Linked DNA regions of Gossypium hirsutum: region 2 is linked to region 1. The links are chromatin contacts, called in public Hi-C maps. All regions are on one chromosome and are shown on one strand. Each heading gives the region's core, a stretch centred on a gene start, on an enhancer-like site or on the middle of the called end of the contact. The rest is flanking DNA. Distances are from core to core; before and after follow the strand shown.

Region 1 (4,129 bases), core at 1,133-3,632:
CTTATGGTATCTTTACGGTTGGTGTTAATATGGTTAAGTTGATTCATGATTTTATGACCAAAGAGGTAAGTTTGGCATGTTTGCAATATCGTTAATTTAGGTATGCTTGAATATGAAATTTAGTTAATTGTGTTTGTACAAAAAATGACCAATTGAGTATATGTTGGTGTAGTTCAATGTGGTCGATTATGGTATAACTTGGTATGGAATGAAGCTAAATATATATGGATGAGTTATGATCAAATATGTATAAGTTTAGGTATATGTGTGTTTGAGATGCATGAGAATAATGATTCAAATGGTAAGTTATATTAACATGGTATAAGTTAATTATGGTATGTTTTAAAATGGTACCAAGGTGACCAATTATGCATATGTTTGGTTAAGTTGAATGCTTGTTTTTGAGGTGCCTTATGTGGCATATTGGTTAAATGAAATTTGGTCATTCGAAATGGTCTTATTACACATGTTTTAGGTATGTTTAATGCTTGATTGTGTATGCAAATGACTTGTATGTGTGTACTTGAATTGGGTGAAAGAAATGGCTTGAATTTGGCCTATTTCTTGTCCACAAGGCCTAAGACACAAGAGTGTGTCTCAGTCGTGTGTGACACGCGGCCATACAAAACGATCGTGTGTCCTTTGTAAGTTTCAAAGGGTAACAAGTCAGGCAGTTACACGGCCTAAGACACGGGCGTGTGTCTCAGTCGTGTGAGTCACACGGCCTGGCCACATGGCCGTATGACCCTTGCAGTTTAAATTTTTCTAAGTTTTTCCTTAAGGTTTCATATGTTTTCAATTTAGTCCCGAATCATCTTTAAAGTGTTTCTAGAGCCTCGAGGGCTCGAATAAGGGACAATATGCATGTGTTTGATTGGACTATGATATGATTTACAAAATGTTTTTGAAATGGATGATTTTAAGTTACGTTTTTATGGTAATGCTCTGTAACCCTATCCTGACGATGGATACAGGTTAGGGGTGTTACATTCTGTCCACATTTCCAATTCTCACAAACAAAATTTCTGAAAGATGAATGTTGCACCCAATAAGCCAAAAAGTGAAAATGGCTAATTGGTCTATTAACAATAGAAGAATCCTTTGATAGCAAAAGCTACTTGTGATCTAATTTCAAATGTCAGAGGTGAAAAAATAAAATATCCGGTAACATTCAAAACCAATCAAAGTTACCAATAGCCCTATCCAGTCTCTCAAATGTAGTCCCCCTTCTCCAAGTAAATTGGGGCCCCTTAAGTCCAAGATTTTTAAGACCATTCACCATGATAAAATCTTGAAACAGTTTACACCCAGAGGACACCGATCGACCCCCTCTTTTCTCATCCGGTGATAGGTAAGCATTAAAGTCACCCACCAATAACCAAGGCCCATTAACAAAGCGAGTAATTAAATTCAACCAGTTCCATAAATCCCTACGCTTTTGCTTGTCCAGAATACCATAAACGAAAGTCACAAAAACACCTTGAACCTCCATTTCCTTCTTAATGTAACTGTGAATAAGTTGGGGATTATTATTCAATACCTGAATCTAAATTCCACTCTTCCAATAGATTCAAACTCCCCCAGAAAAAGTCCCGAGCTTCTACTCTATGAGAGAAGTCAAAACCAAGCTTAGAAATAATTTTGTCCGCCTTAGGACCACTAACCTGAGTTTTAAGGAAAATTACTATCTCAACTTTATGCTCCACAAAATAATCATTAACCACCTTGATGAATTTAGGACTTGGACAACCTTGGCAGTTCCAAACAAAAAGAATAGGCAATTACATAAATGGCAAGAAAAGAAACTTCACCTCACAAGGTGTCTATATACCATCTATTACTAGCTTACTACCATCCTCCGCCTCAAAAATGGAATTGGTAACCACTCTTTCAATATCGTCAACAATACGACTCATTGCCTCCGAAATAAGCAATCGCTCAAACCCTCGGCTCTTAAAATTGCTGCTCTTACCCCTTAAAGATATAGAAAATTTTTTACCACGTTTGGGTCCCCCTCTATATGAAGGGACATTCCAGAATCGCTCCCCAGTGCCACCTCCAGCTTTTTATTAGTCCTCCATCCGTCTTCCAGTAGGTTAGGGTATTGATTTTTGACAAAAATCACAGTCGAATGTTTATCCATATTAAGCATAGTTTTCAAGGCCCTCTCTACCAGTAAATTAGAACCCCCACTCGTTGTCGGTGAAATGTGCTGTGCAATAGACGTTTCCTGCAAAAAAAAAATCTTTAGCTTCAAATTGGTTAAATGACCCCAGTTTATCCATAGGAATCGGGTCCTTCCTGATATGACCCATTCCATCCACAAATTCTGAAGCACCTATGGGCCCACCAGCTGCATTTGAAGTATTACCAATGACCAGGCTTCTCATGTTAACAGACTCAAATTCTTTAACCATGTCATACGGCCCAAAGTCTTTGCCATTCCCACGGTCCAAAATGGAATTATCAACACCCAAAGGGTTGTCATAAATGACCAATCTTTTCCCTTTGATTTAGCATTAAATTCAAGCAGGATATTCTGCACAGCATGTATCTCATTTAGGGGTGAGCGTTCGATCGAATCGAATCGAATAAAAAAATTTCGAGTTAATCAAGTTGACGAATCATATTTTATCATCCTAATTTGATTTGAAATTTTTTCGAATCGAGTCGAGTGAGATGGAATTCGAATCGAATCGAATATATTTGTTCGAGTTAAATTTTAAAAAATAAATTTGGGTCCTTTTAACCACCGTCACCCATCGTAATAAAATTTGTCCACCTTAATCAATTTTTTTATTAACTTTCATCACCTCATAATTTATTTATTAATTTTTTATATACTGGTTAGCTTCTTTGCTTGCTTAGTTGTTTCAATTATCTTCAGATTCTTGTCACTATGTATTTTGGAATTAAAAAATATATTAAATATAAAAATATGATTTTTTAATAAAAGTTATTTTAAAAATAAAATGTGAAATTGATACCAATATAAAATTTTAACACGAATATTTTATAGCATAATTAATAATTCAATTTTAATATAAATATTCAATATGAGTAAACAATTCAATAATATAAATAATAGAAAATGTGAAATTTAATTTAATAATATAAATAGTAGATATAAATAAAATTATTACTATTTATGTTTAGTGATTTTTTTTTGGATAATTTTGATTTTTTATTTGAGAGTAAAGGGTGAGAAGTAAAAGTTTAGGGGGAAAATAAAAAGTTTTGGGAATAAAAGTTTGAGGGAAAGTAAATAGTGGGGAGTAAAATTTTGGAGGGAAAATATTAAAAAAAATTGGAGGGGGGAGGGTTTGGGGTAGATGGGAGGTGGGATGGGAAGGGAATAAAAGTTTTAGAGGAAAAGTGGGAGGGAGTAAAAATTTTGGGAGAAAATAAAAGGTTTTGAGGGTTTTTATGAGTAAAATTTTGAGAAAAAGTAAATGGGAGAGTAAAATTTCGGTGGGAAATGAATTTTGGGTAGATTGTGGGGTTGGGAGGGTAGGGGAGTAAAAGTTTTGGGGGAAAAGTGGGAATGAGTAAAAGTTTTGAGGGAAAAGTAAAAAGGTTTGGGAGTTTGGGGTAAAAATGTAAAATATTATAGTTTGATATTTGAATTATTCGAATTATTCGAGTTATTCGAATTCGAAAACTCAACTCGATTCGAACTCGAAATTTGAAAAAAAAAATCGAGTTGATTCGAATAACTTGGTTAACTCGAATAACTCGATTCGTTTAACTCGAAATTTAAATTTTTTTTCGATTTTTTCGAGTCGAATCAAGTTTTGCTCACCCATAATCTCATTGTCCTTTAAATTAAGTAGAGCATTAAATCGAGATCCCTTAAGGTTTGCACTTTCCTTAACAACCTTGCCAGAGCCCTTACATCGATCAGGCCTCCTTGACCACTGGTCAACTAACATCCAATGCCCAAATTCGTCAGCTCCTTCATGATTAACCATAGAACCATTGGATCGTGTTTCCAAGTTCAAATCAACATTTTCACCTCCTAGTTTTTCCTGAACATACAAAGTCAGGCATGACTCTTTCATATGTCCATAATGGCCACACGCAAAGCATACATTAGGAAGAGATTCATACTCTACCCTCTGCACCCGAC
Region 2 (4,129 bases), core at 1,159-3,658, 220 kb before region 1:
ATCGTAAAGATGTAAAAAAATTTTGAGGTTTAAGTACAATTATTCAAAATTAAGGGTTTGAAGCATAAATATGAGCAAATTGAAGGATCAAAAGTGAAAATAACCCAATTTTTTATGACATGAAATTGGCATGCAGAGACCAAATTGAATAAGTGGAGAAATATAAGGGACTAAATTGTAATTTTATCAAATTAAGTGATGATTCTAGTAAATAATTGTGAAGGATGTTGAAGGGTAAAATAGTCATTTCTCAATTAAGATATTATCATAAAACATCAAGATTATTATGGATATTGGTGTTGTATTTTATTTGGTTGAAATATTTTTTTATTATTTTATTTTTAGATATTTTTATTAATTAATTAATAGTTAAGGAATTGGAAAAGTTGAAAAGAAAACATTGTTCATCTTTTCAATTATTCACATAGCACCATCCATGATAAGGAGAAAATTTGTTTTCTTTACACTTTGGTCATTTCATAAAAAGTCCACCATTTTCACCTAGAACTCAAACGAATTTCCATAACCATCAAGAAAGAAAAATGATAAGAAGACTATGGAGAGTAAGAATGTCAATTTAGATTCAAGAATATAGAAGTTGGAGGAGAGAGAAAGTAAGCTAAAGCTTGATTCCAAGAAAACAAGGTATGAATGTGAAGGTTTCATATTGTTTTCAAGTTTAATTTTGTTAGAAAAGTATAGAAAAGATGTTAAAGTGAAGATTACTCATGGAATGTTTTATGTTGTGATATGATGTTGAAGAAAGAGATTGAGAAAATGAATCAAGTGATGTGGAAAAATGGAAGAGCAATTAATTCTAAGTTGGAAAAGGTAAGTATCCATGAATGCTCTTGTTATTTAAGGATTAAAATTGTAAACTTGGCGAAGTTTTGTCGTAAATTAGTAAAATAAAGTGTAAAACAATTTAATATGTGAATAAGTTAATTAATGTGTTATGAGATGATGAAACATGCATAAAGTATTGTAAAGGTGAAATTGTGGGAAAATATGGAATTTTTATGATGCCAATGACTAAATTTTCAAACTTGAGAAAATATGTGGATGAAATAATAAAAGTGACATATACAGAAATTGATATGTGAAACAAGATATTGAGATAAATTGTGTGATTAAAGTCTAAGAAGAAAGAAAATTGATTTAATATGATTAATTAGTGAATATTAAACTTTTATGACCAAAAAAAGACTAAATTGAAAAGTTATGAAAGTTTACAAGAAAATATTTGATAAGTGAAGAATGTAGTAAAGAATGCAAAAATACACGATTATTGTAATTCAAATTACAATTGTTCTTTAAGTTGTGGAAAGATAATGATTGAAAATGTGTAAAATTATAGTTAAATTGTGAAATATTATATTGATAAATAGAATGTTTAAGAAAGTGTGATGAAATAGTATATGTATGAAAAGTGAAATTGAGACTAAATTACAAAGAATAGTGAATTTCATGATAAAAAAGACTAAACTGAAATAAGTTTAAAGTATGCAAATTATGTTCTGAAAATGAGAAAATGAAATAGACTCTCATGTGGTTGCCCAAGTAGACAAGATATGAACTAATAGGATATAGATGACATGCCATTAAGGAAAAATTAACACACTCTTTATTCTAATTACGCATTTCGATGTTGTCATGTTCTGACATAGCACTCCGATGCTACTCTGTTCTGTTATTGCACTTCGGTGCATTACTGTATTGTTTTCCTATATCCTATGCCTTTTGTTAAGTCTATGTTGGGCCTCTGTTGAATAATAAAAGATAATGATAAAATAAAAAGTTATGGTAAACAAGTTCTGATGAAAAGTTCCTGTTACACAGTGAGATGACAAGTAAAAAATTATGATAACAATTTCTATTAAATCGTGAAGTGATAATATAGTGAATTAGACTAGTAAAAGTTCTATTCCTATCAATCCATGAAAAGATAAAAGTGGTGAATTATGGTAATAATGAACCCTATAAATACTGAATGATCTGTTCGTTGTTAAAATATAATCTATTGATTATTAAGATATATTCAAGATTTATAATAGTAATCTAATAACTAGGATTCTAGTGGTGTCAAAAAATACGATTTCAAGACTTCGTTTTCATAAATTGAATCCGTAAATATTAAATAGTAATATTTGTAGAGCTAGTGTATTGATGAATTTAAATTTGGATAACTAATTTACATGAAATTATAATTAATTCAGGCATAAAGACTAATTATAAATTCTAATCGTTATAGATTTTTAATTAGGAAATAGATTGAGAACTTAAATTGTTATTAACCAAAGGTTTAAAATGATAAATAAAGTATTTTGAAATAAGGGATTAGTGCGTTATTACGTGAAACCAACCTTTCTCCCACTAAATTATGATTGAAGGACCAAAAAGTTGACCGGAAATGACGTGTCTCAATATCCACCTTAGTTAAAGTTGACCCTTCTGACTTATCTATAAAACCCTTTTTCCATGCATTATCTCCCCCTCCTTCCGCCATGGCAACGCCACCACCACCACTCTTAAAGATCGACCTTTGGGCCATCCGTTCTGGGTACAGCCGGATAATCAAAGCCCACTCCCGCCACTTCCTAGCTCTCTCACTCCTCTTCCTCCTCCCTTTCTCTTTCTTCTTATCCATCTACCCCTTCATCGCCATTGAATCCTACCTCAGCTTCCTTCAGCAAGATCCCTCCATCTTCCCCACTAAAATCTTTATCCTAAATGTCCTTTACACCATCCCCATCTCTATCTTCTCCCTGTTGGCCACCGGTTCCATCACTTATAGCATTTTCCACGGCTTTTACGGTCGACCCATCAAGCTTTTATCCGCTATTAAGGCGGCTTTCACTTCCTTCTTCCCTCTCTTCTCGACTTGCCTTGTAACCCAGCTTATCGTTTCTGGGATCAGTTTGATCCTTGGTTTAGCCTTTTCTGCAGTAGTCATTTTAGGCTTCCAAGTTCATTACCCTTCACCTTATTTTATTTTCCTTTGCCTTGTTTACGTGATTATTCTCTTGTTTATTGTGGTTCATTTACAAGTGAATTGGATATTTGCTTACGTAGTCGTCGTCGTTGAATCAAGCTGGGGGTTTGAACCATTAAAGCGAAGTCGAAATTTAGTTAAAGGAATGAAAGGGGTTGCTTTGAAGATTATACTGCTTTTCGGCTTCGTAATTTCCATTAATACCTGGCGCTCAGTTATGACATACAGGAATTCAGCTGCTGATAAATGGACAAGTTGGTTATTTGTTTTGAATATGGACGTCACTTCCACCTTCTCTATGATGTTAATGTTTTGTAATTTAGCTGCAAATACAGTTTCCTATATATATGCCACGGCTCTACATGGAGAGCTTGCTGAAGATGAGGAATTTGCAGTTAAGTGTTCAAGTTTGGCTGTGGATGATGCGAAAGTTCCTCGCGTTGTTTCAATGGTTTAATGCTTGATGAAAACAGGTAATTCGAGTTCCATTTATGTTCTGTTTTTTGTTTTTGTTTTTTTTTTTTAAGTCTTGCTTTGCATAGATAACATGCTTTCACCGGTGGTGGAAAAACTAACACGTAAGCGATTGAGAAGTAGATAGGAAAAGAAAAAATCAAAACAGAGAAAAATTAGGAGAGAAGGAGAATGAAGAGTTATAATTACATTAATGTGTAATTAAGAGGTTCTTTGACTTTTTATGCTTTTAAAATAAGGAAAACGTAAGCGAAGCAGGAGGCAGTTTACCTAGCTTTTACATCAATGAAGGTAACTTGGGCACAACTCACTTTTGGTTAGTTTTGTTAAACTTTGGTTTCTGGTGACCCCTATCCTCATATTTTTCCTCCCAAAATTTTCATCTCAATAAATTCAAATCCAATTAAAAACGCTAAAAATCAAAAGTAAAAAATTAATTTGTCATTCTCCTATTAGAAAAGAATAATGATAACGTAGAATCACAATTTCATATAACCCCTTCTCCTCCTGCCAAGTTTTAAATGTGGTAGGTCACAACCAACCCATCAATTAGTTTCTTTTTTTTTTTTTGTAATTAAAGTGATGCTGATAGGCTTTGACATAGTATCCATAAAAAAATATTTTTTCATATTTTTTCAATTTATTTTAATTGATACAAAATTT

Evidence for each region. A called contact is a pair of places that touch in the nucleus more often than the background predicts.
Region 2: a Hi-C map of leaf shows a contact between it and region 1, with 1.7 times the contacts expected there. The contact joins the promoter of LOC107920744 here to the enhancer-like site in region 1. A contact is called at or near these places in 2 of 34 Hi-C or Micro-C datasets (both in leaf).

What each region holds. Positions count from the first base shown.
Region 1 is chrD13:15,043,209-15,047,337 of Gossypium_hirsutum_v2.1, reverse strand. No RefSeq gene overlaps it. Among protein-coding and RNA genes, the nearest start is that of LOC107920047, 11 kb to the right of the region's middle. Within about 2 kb of position 2,382, at least 8 of the 9 cell types and tissues checked have an H3K27ac peak or open chromatin away from gene starts, as enhancers often do. A contact at or near this core is called in leaf, where this site is marked.
Region 2 is chrD13:15,268,185-15,272,313 of Gossypium_hirsutum_v2.1, reverse strand. It overlaps LOC107920744, which reads left to right and starts at 2,408. Exons shown (of 2, transcript XM_016850589.2): 1 at 2,408-3,465. The coding sequence starts at 2,505. The coding sequence ends at 3,449.